2 separate regions of the Ovis aries genome follow, and region 1 is linked to region 2. Evidence: chromatin contacts called from public Hi-C data. All regions are on one chromosome and are shown on one strand. The core of a region is the stretch at or near the end of the contact, and the rest is flanking DNA. Distances in the headings are between cores, read along the strand shown.

Region 1 (6,767 bases), core at 1,207-3,706, 180 kb after region 2:
GTGAGGGGCCAGGAAGGCCTTGGTTTAGGTTAGTAATTAGCTGGTCGAGCAGAAGTGGCCCAGGAAATGTGTGCAACCTCAGAAAGGCCCCATTGTGAGACGGGCATCCCTTAGGTTGTTAGAGCATTGTTGCAATTGTTTTGTTGTTGTTGTTGTTGTTACTGTGTGTATGGGTGCCCTTGCAGAGGCATGAACACTTGTAATAAAATCGTAGCCTCCTGGCCAGCCTGAGCGGCACAGCCTGACAGCTCAATCACTCTATCCATCAGGCGAGTCAATCAAAGCAGCTTTTCGGAGGTTCAGGGAGCCCGATGTGTCAATAACGGGGCTCGAGATGGCGGGGGCTGATAGCGCTCATCGATCCGCGCCCGGCCAGCAGCGGTGGGAAGTCAGAGACCACTCGGAGTGGAGCGCCACACGGCGACGCCAGCCCGGCCTCCTGCCAGACCCAGGCGCGGAACCCCAATCGTAGACCAGAACCCCTGCCGCCCTCCTCGAGGCGCCCATCAGCCTCCTGGGAGCTGCGGTCCCCGGAGGCGGGCAGGCCACAGCCTCCTCTCCAGGGGCCTCGTGGCTGCCCCTGAGTACCTCTCGGCCTGGGGTTCTCCAAACTCAAAGAGGTATGTGGGGAAAGGCCAAAGGAAAATTGAGAAAAATGGGCCCATGGCTGGCAGAAATTTGCTAACGGGCAGATGTACGGAAGGAAGGAGTGAAAAAAGGAAGGGGCAGGGCCCGGGAGGATGTGCCAGGCGGCCACGGAGAAGCTGAGGTGGGGGCTGGCTCTCATGCCCTCGGCCCAGGTCTCTGGCCTGAGCCTAAGGTATTTTCTGTCCTCTCCCTCGTTTATCTGTCAGTTCCAGAGAATCGGGAGCCAGGGGCTCTCGGCACCCGCTGTTTCCGAAACCGCCTTTCCCTGGATTCTACCCAGGCGGGTCAGGCCCTTTTGGCTACCCGGCTTGCCGAAGAAGGACAGCTATCAGACACGTTTCTCTTTCTTCCTGTGTCTCCTTACATCTATCTCTTTGCAAATGATCTCTCCGCAGAAAATATCGATACAGTGTTTATGTCTGCAACGACACAAAGCGAAGATAATTTCTCTAATCAAAGCCTTGCTCAGTTTCGGCCTCCGCAGGATTTGAGACCCAGATCGCTAGGCCCACCTTCCCGCTGATTCTAAAAACCCCTTTTCCTGGAAGAAAAAGCAATGACTGATTGGGTGTTTACTAAGAATAATAAAGGTAAAACACAAAGAAGGCGAGAAGGGCTCGGAGTTCAAAATCGAAGGATCCACTCCCTGTAACCCTGAGCCGTAACCTCCCAGGTGGTAGTCGCAGAGCCCGGGAACGCAAAACTCGGTATAACAGTCGGTAGTGACTGGAATCGAAGGTGAAAATGAGAGAGCAGGCGTGAGAAAAGAGAACCCTCGGGATCCGGCCCGCACGCTCTCCCCAGCCCGGCGGCTGAGAGTTCTACCGGCGTCTGCCTGTTCACCGCGCAGCCTAGGGCTGGGTACTCACCGGAGGACGGGCGATCGGAGTAGCGCGTGCAGTAGACCCAGGCGGGCCACACGAGGGGTTGCTGCGAGTCAGTTTTGACGACGGGCCCGCCGTTGGCTGAGCCCATTAGCAGTATGGCCGGGTTGCTGTGCTCCGGGTACTTGGCACCCTGCGCACCTGGACTCCCCACGCCGCCTCCACTGCCACCGCCGTTGTCCGAAGGCTTGGCCGCTGCTGCCGCCGCCGCCGCCGCCGCCACGGCCGCTGCTGCAGCCGCTGCCGCCGCCGCCGCCGCCGGGTTCCCAGCTTTGGACGCGCCCGCGCCGCCGGCGGTGGCTGGCGGGGAGCCGTCGGGTGGGCCACAGTTCCCGTCCGCGGTGCACAGGAGTGAGGCGGCGCCTGGCGACCTCGTACCCAGCGGGTGGACGGGGTCTCTACCTGAGCCGGTCTGGCCTCTGTCACGCTCGACCCGGCCTCCGCCTGTGCCTCCTCCGGCCGCCGCCGCCGCCGCCACCAGGAGCTGCGGCGGCGGCTGCTCCTTTTTGCAGCCGAAGTCCGGCCTCAGGATGTTGTCGATGAAAAAGTTGGTGGTGCGGTGCAGCTGGGCCGCGGGCTGCGGCTGGTGAGCAGGCGCCGCGAGATGCTGCTGCTGCTGCGGCGGCGGCGGCGGCGGCGGCGGGGGCGGGGGGTGCGGGGGGAGATGCGGGTGGTGGGCCAGGGGCGGCAGGCAGGGCGCCGTGGGCGGCGAGGGGGGCGCAGGCTGTGGGGACACCGGCACGCTGTCTCCATCGCTGCTGCTGCTGCCGCTTGCGCCGGGGCTGAGACTCAGGGTGAGGCTGCCGGGGGCCGCCGCCACCGCCGCCGCCGCGCCGAGGCCCGAGTCGCGCTGACTTTTAGGTTCCGGCTGCTGTTCTTCCATGCTCGGCCGCCCCGCCGCCTCGGCCGCCGCGCCGGCCCCCGCCCCCCCCGCCTCGCTCCCCACCCCACTTTGCCAGCGGCCCGTGGGGGTGTGCGGAGGAAGGAGGCCGGCAAAGCCCCAGCGAAGGCACGGGGCGGGTGCAGAAAAAAAAGCCCAGGCGCCTGGCCTGGATCTCTCGCTCTTATCGAGCAGATCTCGCTGTCTCTCTCTAATTTGTAGATATCCAGATATGGAGACACTTGGCTATTTCTTTTTTCTTTCTGCAACCAGAATCAATTTGTTTTAAATGGGGAGTAAGCCACGGCTAAAAATAAAGAAAAAAAAAAAACAGGAAAGGAAAAAGCAAGAAAAAAATCTCCAAGAATTTTTTTTTCTTAAAGATAAAAAAAAAAAATAGTCTTTAAAGTCTAGCCATTTTCCTAGGCAGTAGTGAGGGGTTTGACTTCCCCGAGTGTCACGCTCAGCTGTGCCCAGAGCGCGAGGCTGGCAGCGCCTTTAATCGCCTTTGCTTTTTTTGCAGGGAGAGCGCGTCTCCGCCAGCGCCGGGGCTGCTTTTTTTTTTTTTTTTTTTCAAATCTCTGACAGCTCGGATCTTTGCTCAAACTCTCTCGCTTAAAAAAAAATCACCCAGGCACACTTTTTGCCTTCAAACCGGAAGCACGTGAGTCAGGGCCGCACGTGTGCGGGGCCAATGGCGAGCCAGGACTCGCGCTGACACCCGGGCCTCGGCCCAATAGGCGCGCGCGGGACTTTGCGGATAAATAATCCGGGGGCGGCGGCCGCGGGCGGAGAGGGGGAGCCGCGGCGCGGGCCCCGTGTGTCCGGCCCTCCCTCCCTTATCCGCACCCGAGCCCCTCCCCCTCTTTCAGGCCAGGACCGAGGAAGGGGCAAAGGAGACCGAGAAGGGGTGGATTGCGGGGTGTACGCAAATAGACAACTCCATAAACAACTTGTTGGAGAAATGCAGAATTATGAGTGCGTCCGTACAGGCGCAGGATCAGGAGGCAGCGGCATCGGCTCTTTTGGCAACCCCCATGCCTAAGAAACAGCCGTTTATTTTCTCGCTCTAGCTTTTTCTTGCTCGTTATTAAGGGTGAAAGAGTGCTATCACTGTCGGAGTCTGTGTGTATATGGTGTGTGTTTGGGGAGTGGGGGGTGTGGGGTGGGGAGAGGTGAACCGAGGGTGGTCGGAGACGTGAAACAGACGTAGATTTGGCTACTTTCAGTGGAGCGGTTTATTTTTCACAAGTAGCAAACGCCAGCGGCCAGCTGCGCCTAGCTAGGTTTGTAGGGTTGTAGTGGATGTTGGCCGGCTGCACTGCGTGCCCTTCCCGGGGTTTCCGTACCCATGCCCTTCCCTGGCGGGACCTTTGACAACCCCTAGGAGCTGTCCCGCCGCCATTAAGCCAGGTCCAGAGGGCGCGAGAGAGTCCTTTTCTGGCCGCCAGAGTCGAGCGGTCCGGGCACCTTACAGTTGTCCTGAGCCAAGTAAGTCAGGGTGCGGATACCCCCGAGGCCCTGGCTTTTGAGCTCAGGGAAACCTCCGTTTTCTATTTCCACGCGAAGTGAAATCCAGCGGATAAAAGTACTGCACTCTTGGTATTTGCCCTAGCCAGCTGGACAGCGAATTTCCCCCAGTAGCCCAGATTTTCCTGGGATTGTTCCCCAGTCCTTAAAGGCCCCTTCACTGTAGCCCTGAATTTTCTTATCAGTTTTTTGGGGGAGGGAGGAACTGCACGGGCTCCCGCCGCTCCCACGCTCACGGAGATCTGTCTCCAGTCGCTGGCTCTTCTTCGCTGTTTCCTTGTCGAGGCACCCCGAAGTTTTCCCACTGCCAGGGACAGGGTAGGGGAAGGTGAGGCGCTGAACATCGGCGGGGTTTGGTTTGCCTACCAAGGAGGGCCGGGATCCGACCATGTGGTGAAGCATAGAAAAACTCGGGCAACTGAGGCCTCCGAGAGGGTGTTATCACGGAGCTCCAGTGGGCATCTAGTCGGAACCGCCATTCTTAACTGGGGCGATGGAGAAAGGATCTTTTTGAGGATGTTGTCTAACGGAAGCATGCAAAATAATCCTCCTGTGCCCAGAAAAGTCACAGAGGGTTAGGAAGAGAATAAAACGAAAATCACAATAACCGGAACCCCCGCACTAACCGAAGTTTCTCACAAGGGGCTAGTGGAGAGCGGGAGTTGGTATTGCTAGCTGCATCTCCGGGTCAGCCGAGGGTCTTCCGATGCTCGGGGCTTTTGGAATTCTAGCTGGACTTTCCCAGCGGTTCCGGGGCGGCGAGAACCACTTTCCCGAAGCGCTGCGCTAAAGCAGGCCCGACGTGATCTCCTCAAACCTCCCAAGTCGTCCCCCAAACCCACCTGAAGGTCTCCCGGGTCCTCCTCAGTTCTGCACCCAAGGGCTCCCCGAAATCTCCCTGTGCCCCCACCCATTCTCCCCGAAATGGGTGTGGGATTATTTATATTTAAGTTAGCAAAATTGAAATCTTTATCCCGCAAGCGAGCGTGGGTACTTAATTAAATTCTAATTAGGACACTATCAATATCCTATTTAGCCGCGTAGCTTTTGTGCGCCGCGGTCCCTTTCAGCGCCGTAAATAGGGTCTCGACGCCTTATCTCGCCTGCAGGAGACGCCTCGAGAAGGGCTGCGGAAGATAATTTATAGGTTTTAATTACTCTTCATTCCGCCTGATCAGCTTGGCGTTCATCACAGGCCTGTGAATAAAACCCTGGTCAAAAGCTCTGTCACATCGCGCTGGCAAGACGCTTAATCAAAGTGAGCGGCCCCGCGCGCCGCGCGGCCCGGCTCCTCCACGTAATTTCCAGCCAGCTGATAAAGCCAGCTGAATAATGCGGCGGCCCTTTGGAGACACCATTTACAGAAATGACTTTATTGACGGCTTAACGTCGGTAATTCATTTTACCTTTCATGTAGTGGAGCCCGGATTTGTTACAGTAATGGGATGATAAATGCACCCGCGGCCCACGAGCTCCGGCTGGATTAGGCGGTGCTCCTCGCGCTGGTTCGTCCCCCCACCCGCAACAGCATCCTCCCCCAGGCCAGGCCTCCGCCGACGCTCCGCATCCAGAGCCGCTTGCTCTCCGAGACCCCTACCAGGGCCCGCGCCGTCCTCTCTTCTTCCTGAAAATGAAAATATTATTGGGAACTTGGTGTTAGCGGGTTGGTGTCCTGGCAAGCCTAATAGTAGGGTGTCACAGAGAGCAAATGTTGATCCAGGTGGGTGTGTGAGGGTCCAGAGGTCTCGGAGGGTGCCCAAGAATGGACATGTGGGTGATGAAATACGGGCAGGGTGAGTTGTGTGTAAAAGCCTGTAGGTAGAGGGGTTAAGTGTGTGTGGAGCAATGTGTGTGCAGGTGTGAGTGCACTTTTGTGGCAGTCTCTTAAGGGGTACTGGTTTGTGCCTTTTCGAATTTCTACCAACTTGATAGATGTCCAGGAAGGGGTAGGCTATCAGGAAGCAGGTTGGGAGAATTTTCGCAAATCCAATGGAATCCTTTTCTTCAAATGTCCTCTGCTCCAGGGCCAAAGATATGGAAGTTCAGTTCTAAGCTGTGCCGCTCCGCTGGGGCCAGAGGGCTCACAGAAGGCCACTGACATAGCTATATCTATGCAATAAATTGACTGTCCCCGAGTTCTGCCAGCCCACATAGAAGTGGTGAATGATGAGAAAAAAAAGGATTTTTAATGCCAAAAGGAGCATTTCTTTTCCTCACTTCACTGAAGGGAGAAGGGAGCTGAAAGAGGCTTTCAATGGTGGAGGGTGGGGTAAGCAAGACAGGGACCCCTCTCAACCCTCCGTCCTCTCTCCTGCTCCCAGACTTCCTCCACTGAATCTAACTAACCAGGGCCTGCCACTGAGCGAAAGGCACCTGATCAGAGGGGAAGTGTTTGTGTGTTTGGGGGAAGCTAGAGAAGTTTGGGGACCATAAGTAGGAACTGAGTAGTAGTGGAGGCTGGGATACTCTACCTTTGTTTTCCAATCTTGCAGAAACCACTTATGGATTTGGAGAGTGTCCATGACTATGGGGGAATGAGCCTATATTCATGTCTGCTGCTTGTGCATCTAAGAACCAGAGACAGGAATGAGTCCATAAAAGCTTTGTATGTCTGTGTATTTGTGTGCATGGCTGGAGGCTAGCGAATGTACACATTAGTGTGTACACCTGAGTCTGCCCACCAGCTGGGTGCAGTGAAATGTATTTGGTGAGGGCTTTGGTGTATGCTGTGCAGAAAAGAGAAGTCTTCCACCATCCCACATTTCCACAGAACTTTAGATTTCGTTTAGGCAGAGACAAATGTCATGGTCCTGCCTGCTTCCACC
Region 2 (6,644 bases), core at 3,197-5,696:
CACTACCCTACTTAAAATTGTAGTGGACATCCATTCTCTGCACAAGGAAGTAGACACCTTAGCCTGGACAAAAGGCTGCATTGTGTTCCTATGCTGTGGAGCCAACCTCACGCCACGCCCTCCACACAGGGACTAAGAAGTTGGCTTGTCTTCCCTCCAAACTCTTACTCACAGGCTGTTCTTTCAGGCTTCTGAGACTTTCGCAAGCCCTGCTCCTTCCTGGAATTCCAAAACTTCAAACTTCCAAAAGTTCTAGCTCCAAGTCTTTTCCCAGAAGCCTAGCCTTCCTCACGCTGACATCCTGAGGAACGGGTCAACGGCTCCATTTATTAATACCTGTGTGTAGCCTGACTGCGACCTATATGTAGCCATTTACACCTGAGGCTGCTGTGTCACATTAGTCTTGACTCTCCAATTTGCTAACAAATTCCTTGAAGGCCAAAACTATGCCTGAATGACTTCTTTGTGAGTCCCAGGCCAAGTCGCTTACCCCCAGCCACAGAATGGGTGCTCAAAATCCCCTCCCTGGATAAGTGAGTATGAGTCAGCACCACAACAGCAGGTGTGAAAGATGGAAGCCTGAGGTGGGAGTCAGGGAATCTGGTTGGTTATGAGGCTTTAGGACCCTCTCCTTCCTGGGCTCATGCTACTCATTTATAACATAAACACATTAGACAAGATAATCTCAAATACTGCTTCAAGCTCTGTGAATCCCTACATATATGGGGCAGATGGAAACTTTCCTGCCAAGAAACAAAAAGATTGTTTTTTTGAAGGGCCATGGACTTCCCAGGTGGTGCTAGTGGTAAAGAATCCACCTGCCCATGTAGGAGATGCAAGAGACACAGGTTCAATTCTGGGTTGAGACAATCCCTGGAGAAGGGAATGGCAATCCACTCCAGTATTCTTGCCTAGAAAATTCCATCAAGAGAGGAGCCTGGTGGGCTAGTCCGTGGGGCTGCAAAGAGTTGGACATGACTGAGCACACACACACACCTCTGCCATGGGTTAGAAACAAAATCACTGAAGACCTGCTTTCTCACCAAATGTTGACTATGCATCCTGTAAATCTATTGATTTTTCAAGGCCCCCAGACACCATGGCCATAATGAGATCCACACACTTGTCAGGTGTTGAAGTCATTTGGCCTTTAGCCTTCACCTCACCAGCCCTCAGCACATGGTAGTTGGCCATGACTTTACACACGTGTTCCCTCTTACTTAATCTTTCAAAAGGAAACACAGCATTCTAAAGTTTAGACAAAGGCAGGAAGGGAGAAGAAAGGAGGTGGAGAAAAAGAGAACTTGAAAAATAGTTTTGCCAACCTAGAAAACAATATCAGATGCATGGACTATTAAAACAAAAGCCAATCTGACTCTGGGGGGACTATTTTTGTGGATGTATTGGGTGTAGCAGCCACAATACTCAGAAGTACATGCCCTCTAGTCCCGTCTGAACGTAAATACGTACAGGGCTTACAAGCGAAGCATATTTGTCAGGCACCAAGATGGTGGTAATTAAATTCATGGGCTATGTGCATTGCATAAAAACTAGAATCTCAGCCACTCAAGACCTTATAAAGTAGCTGATCATCACCAACACCATAATTACTCATGAGCCCAAGGAATGTACGCCAGGCCTCCTCAGACTTGTCTAATATCAGGCAAGAAAGCACCATAATTATGTTTCATATCTGGGGCCAACCCTAGAAATGTATGTACAGAGAGAAATATCTCAACTCTCTGTGCCCTTTGAGGTGAATTCAGGTACTTGGACTTATTGCCTTAGAGAAAAACAGTAAATTCTGATTGAACTAAAATTAAAAAGGAAAAAAAAATCAGAGAAATATTTACAAATGCCAAAGGGGAGAAGAGTGCCATTAGGTTCAGTGAAAAAGCCCGGTAAAATTCTAAATGAGAAAAGTATGTGTTATCTTTGAAGATGAAAATTAAGTTAAAATAGTTAGATGGGGAAAATCTCAAACTCCATTCAAACAGAAAGTAGTACACTTTCATCACAAACTTAGATGCTTTCTTAATTGGATTCTATAACTTTTCAAAGTATTGTAATTCCATTATTTCTCTTGATTCCAATATCTGAGCAGGAAGCATAGCAAGGGGCTTCCCTGGTAGCTCAACTGGTAAAGAATCCATCTGCAATGCAGGAGACCCTCCTTTGATCCTTGGGTCAGGAAGATCTTCTGGAGGACGGCATGGGAACTTACTCCAGTACTCTTGCGTGGAGAACCCCCATGGACAGAAGAGCCTGGTAGGCTACAGTCCATGGGGTGGCAAAGAATCAGATATGACTGAGCAACTAAGCACAGCACAGCAAGCAAAGCAAGGGTTATTATTCCCTTATTTGATCATAGATAAGCCTGCCATCCTGAGAGGTGAAGGGACTTATCCAAGATCACACAGCAGTTCAAAAGCAGAGTTGGAACTAAAGCCTGAGCCCTCTGAGACCTGATCATGCATTCATCTCCCTCTTCCATGAACCTCCTGGGGTTGAAGGCATGTTGATTTATTTCTTGCTTCTGTAAACTCTTGGCTAGAAAAAGCTAATATATTTATCCTGGATTTGGATTCAGAACAAATTTTTTAGTATTGAGCCAAGCAGTCTAAAAAAGCTCTTTCACCTGTTTAATCTGGTTTAAATCACAGAATTCTAAAAACTTCCCATAAAAAGATTTTAAAACTTTTTTCCAGCATCAGTGTAAGCAGTCTTATATATCCCTAAATGCTGATGTAGTGAGACTCTGGTAAGGAAGTGCTGGAGTAATTGAAAAATAGTTTTGCCAACCTAGAAAACGATATCAGATGCATGGACTATTAAAAGCCAATCTGAATCTGGGGGGACTATTTTTGTGGATATATGGGGTGTAGCAGTCACAATACTCAGAAATACACACCCTCTAGTCCCATCTGAACATAAACTCCAACATAAGAGTCCTGGGTCTGAACCACATATCAATCACTCGTTAGCTGTGTGATCTTAGGCAAATGGCTTATCTTCTCCAAGTCGCAGTTTCCTAATCTGGAAAATGGGACCATACCTACTCATCAAAGAATAGGAGAAATTTTCTAATACATGCAAGTGCCAATGATTGTTACCATGTACTCTCCCTTTCCTTGCTTCAGTCTTCTTAAAATTTAGCTTGTTAAGATACCGAGTGTGATTATAGGCTCACTATGCTCAAAATCCCCCTGACCAGTGCATTGGCTGGTTTTTGATTCAGCATCTTCATATCATACCATTCATTCATTGACAGATATTTATGTGCAGCCGCTGTCATAAGCACTGGTTCTTAGGGTAAGAATGAAACAGATATAACCTTCTTCTTAGAGCTTGTGTACAACAAACTGGACATCTTCTTGATCATTATCTCTGCGTATGGTGAGTGAGATGCTTAGTGAACACATTCATTGGTAAAACTCTAATGAAATGTGGTCTAATCTACCCCCTTCCCCAAGACAAAGACCAGATCACTAGGAGGCATGCTTCCTGATGCCCAGAGAGGCATACAGCACCTACTGTGTGCTCTTTTGCACCCATGAAAGCAGTCAGTTGACTCATTTCTCCAGAGTCATGGTCACTGGGATCATATCTTCACCCAATCTCATGAGATATCCCAACCTACCACTCCAGAGAGGACTTAGAGGGTGACTTGGTATACCTGACAACTTTCTTAAAAGTTGGGTCTATGCCTACAACCTTGGCTCTGACTTTTTCTAACTAACAGATGCATCTGCAGCACACAAGAGGTAGACACAGCTCACCTCGCCTCAAGAGGCCCAGATCTTCACCAATGTCCTCCCCTTTCCTCCCTGTCACAGCGCTCCCTTCCATGTAACCATTAAGATGTAAAATAAAATGAAAGGCCAGCGAAGCCTGCCAAAGTGAACTTCTCTGCTCTCCCAGACCTTCTCCAGGCTTCGGGTCTAGGCCTAAACTCCCTGGGAACACCCAGTGCCAAGCAGGTTGCCAGTTAGGGGACAAGTCACAAAAGTATCTGTGCTGGCTGTATAAGTAGGCACATTTTTTTCAGTGTTATTTTCCTTCTCTCTGGCTCCTAACAGAATCATTTTCTGGTTTTGAAAGGCATCTGCAGGAATGCAGAGAACAGAATGGTGACTCAGAAGATGGTGACCAAGTCATCTGCTTTGCATTGTCGAGTACATTTTTCACATGTTACTGGGTGAAACTAGCAATGAAGGGCACCAAATGCTAGAAATAGAACAAAAGAGATAAAGAAAAAGAAAAGGGAAAATATCTTATTTCCTCTAGAGAAAACTGCCTTGATTCAGGACGTTGGTGTTGTAGGAAAAATCATTTTGCTTTGAACAGTTCTCTTTCTGACTCACTTTTTGGAAAGAATGTGCTGAGCAGATAACCCCCATCTCCCCCCAAACAGCTCTGCTGAAATCTGAACGCTCTAAGTCCTCCTTGTTGACTTGTGAAAGAGATCTCTCTATATTCATTCGGGCTCTGTGCTCGTCACATGATACCAATACATTCCAAATGCTAAGATACAAGATTACTACTTAACCATAGAACAAACCAACAGGAATTTTAATCAAGACAATATCCAATAATGAATAAAGATGGAATGTTTTGGAGGGATTCCAGAATACACATTTGGGAATTTTTAATCTTGCTCATCTTTGAATCTAGCAAAAATATTTTAAACTTTTCTGACCATGTCATTTCAGGCTGGACCCAGAAACCAGCTACTATCTAAGGTATTAAAGCATTTCATCTACACAGACATTGAATTTTCCAAATCTCAGCCAGTAATTGATACCAGATTAAGTGAAATATGAATCAGTAGACCAGCTCCTTTACATGCGGTGCTTAAGCTGAATTATTTTACGATATGAAAGATGAAAAGAAATCAAGATAATAATCATCAGCATGGGATAAGATTATACTTTTAATATTGCTATATTTTAGGATTTGTTTCACTTTTGTTTGTATTTAGACCAGGTTGATGTGTACTAGTTTATCCAAATTGCTTCAAGAAACCATTCTCAGCAATTGGTAGACAAATATTTAATGTAAGTGAATGTTGTCCGAATCAAAGCTAATTGTAAAGAAAGATTTTTTTATATATAACTGTTTTATAATCAGCTATGACTTACCTGAAATGTGAATTTCAACATTATTTTAATTGTCTTTGAAACAGTAAGAAGGGAGTAGCCCAGTACTGAATTTGAACGTGATAGGCCAGGGAGGTATTCTTCCTGTTGTCTGGTGGGGTTTTCACACCCCACCCTAAGCATATCACCAAATGGGAACAAAGAAGACTTTGCTCCCACAAGGCTGTTTAGAGCATTGGTGTTTGGTTCTTTAAAAAAAGGACCAAGAGATGGTTGGAAGATAGATGGGAAAGATGGAACATAGATTAAATGTGACATGTTACACTATAGGAAAGGTATTTTTATAGAAGATGTACGCAGTAGATCAAAGACTTCACTGCGCTTATTTTTGTCTTCACACACCTACTCAAGCTGCATTTCTGCTGATGAGTGAAATTCTAGCTCTTTGGTCATCCCAGGACCCTAAATTGATACATCACCCAGCAGCATTAAAATGTTGGTTTTGTATGATTAAAAGTGTGGGTGCACAATTTCACTGGGAGGAATGAGAGTTGCAGTCATTTAAAGTAAATCAAGACTAAACAACGAAAATGAGGAAAACGGTCTGTGTAATTACCCTGTTGGTCGTCTCAGGAGCTCAGCTGAAGAGGAGATTAGAACTGAAGTCTGTGCTCGGGGGTTTTTGGAGAGTTGGATGCTAGTCTTAGCACAGGTTCTCTGGCAAGCCCTAAGTAAGCCTCTGATTTGAATGAGGAGAAAGAAAGGGCTGAAAAAGCATTTCTGAAGCCCTCTTGGACAGTGATTGATTGGTCTGCTTTTTTTTCCAATTATTTATTTGTTTATTTAAAAAAGAATTATTTTCAAATCATCTTGAATATTACAGATTTTATCTGTGTCTCCTGACCAAGCATTTCAGATAGGATCTAGTAAATGCAGTGAAAGTTTAAAAGTTGAATATCTCTAAGCCATGGAACAAACTCATCACAGAAAAGAATTGACAGCATTCCCAAGGAATAGGAGAAGCTAATAGAGTTATATATGTTTTAAGAGGTAGATACGATCACGTGTGCACAATATAAAACAGAAGGTTTCTAATGATTGAAAAAGGAGGGGGGGAAAGCTATTTGGTAGTAGCTTGGTGAACTTTGGCTGAACTTCTCTGTTTGGCAGGCTCTGGTGCGGACAGTCTAGGATGAGGCATTAGGGCTCGCATCTGAGAAGCTGACATCAAGCAGACAGCAAGACATGATATCTTATTTTCCTGAGCCATGCTGACACAAATTGAACTCCCCTTATTATTTTCTTATGCCAGTAAAGTTGCACTTGGAATTTAAGCATTTTGTGTGCAGATGTTGAAGGCTGGGTTGGTTTAATTTAAATAATTTGCAGATTGTTTAGTAGCACTCCAAAGACAGGAGTGTTCTTCATCTGAGTTCAATTTTATAAGTTCAATTTTGGTTTCTGATCTTCTGCAAGGTAAAACTGAACTATTTCAGTTTCAATAAAACCCAACCGCTCAAAGATCCTGCCACATCCTCTGCTGCT

The links. A called contact is a pair of places that touch in the nucleus more often than the background predicts.
Region 1: a contact with region 2 is called in a Hi-C map of tail adipose tissue, with 2.7 times the contacts expected there. The contact joins the promoter of EN1 here to the enhancer-like site in region 2. A contact is called at or near these places in 2 of 16 Hi-C or Micro-C datasets (both in tail adipose tissue).

Annotation. Positions count from the first base shown.
Region 1 is chr2:184,155,109-184,161,875 of ARS-UI_Ramb_v3.0, forward strand. It overlaps EN1 (engrailed homeobox 1), which reads right to left and starts at 2,457. Exons shown (of 2, transcript XM_027965030.3): 1 at 1,518-2,457. The coding sequence starts at 2,415. LOC132659321 (a long non-coding RNA gene) reads left to right here and starts at 495. Exons shown (of 5, transcript XR_009599622.1): 1 at 495-620. LOC121818550 (a long non-coding RNA gene) reads right to left here. Exons shown (of 2, transcript XR_006058516.1): 2 at 5,287-5,566.
Region 2 is chr2:183,974,040-183,980,683 of ARS-UI_Ramb_v3.0, forward strand. No RefSeq gene overlaps it. Among named protein-coding and RNA genes, the nearest start is that of EN1, 180 kb to the right of the region's middle. Within about 2 kb of position 4,447, at least 5 of the 54 cell types and tissues checked have an H3K27ac peak or open chromatin away from gene starts, as enhancers often do. A contact at or near this core is called in tail adipose tissue, where this site is marked.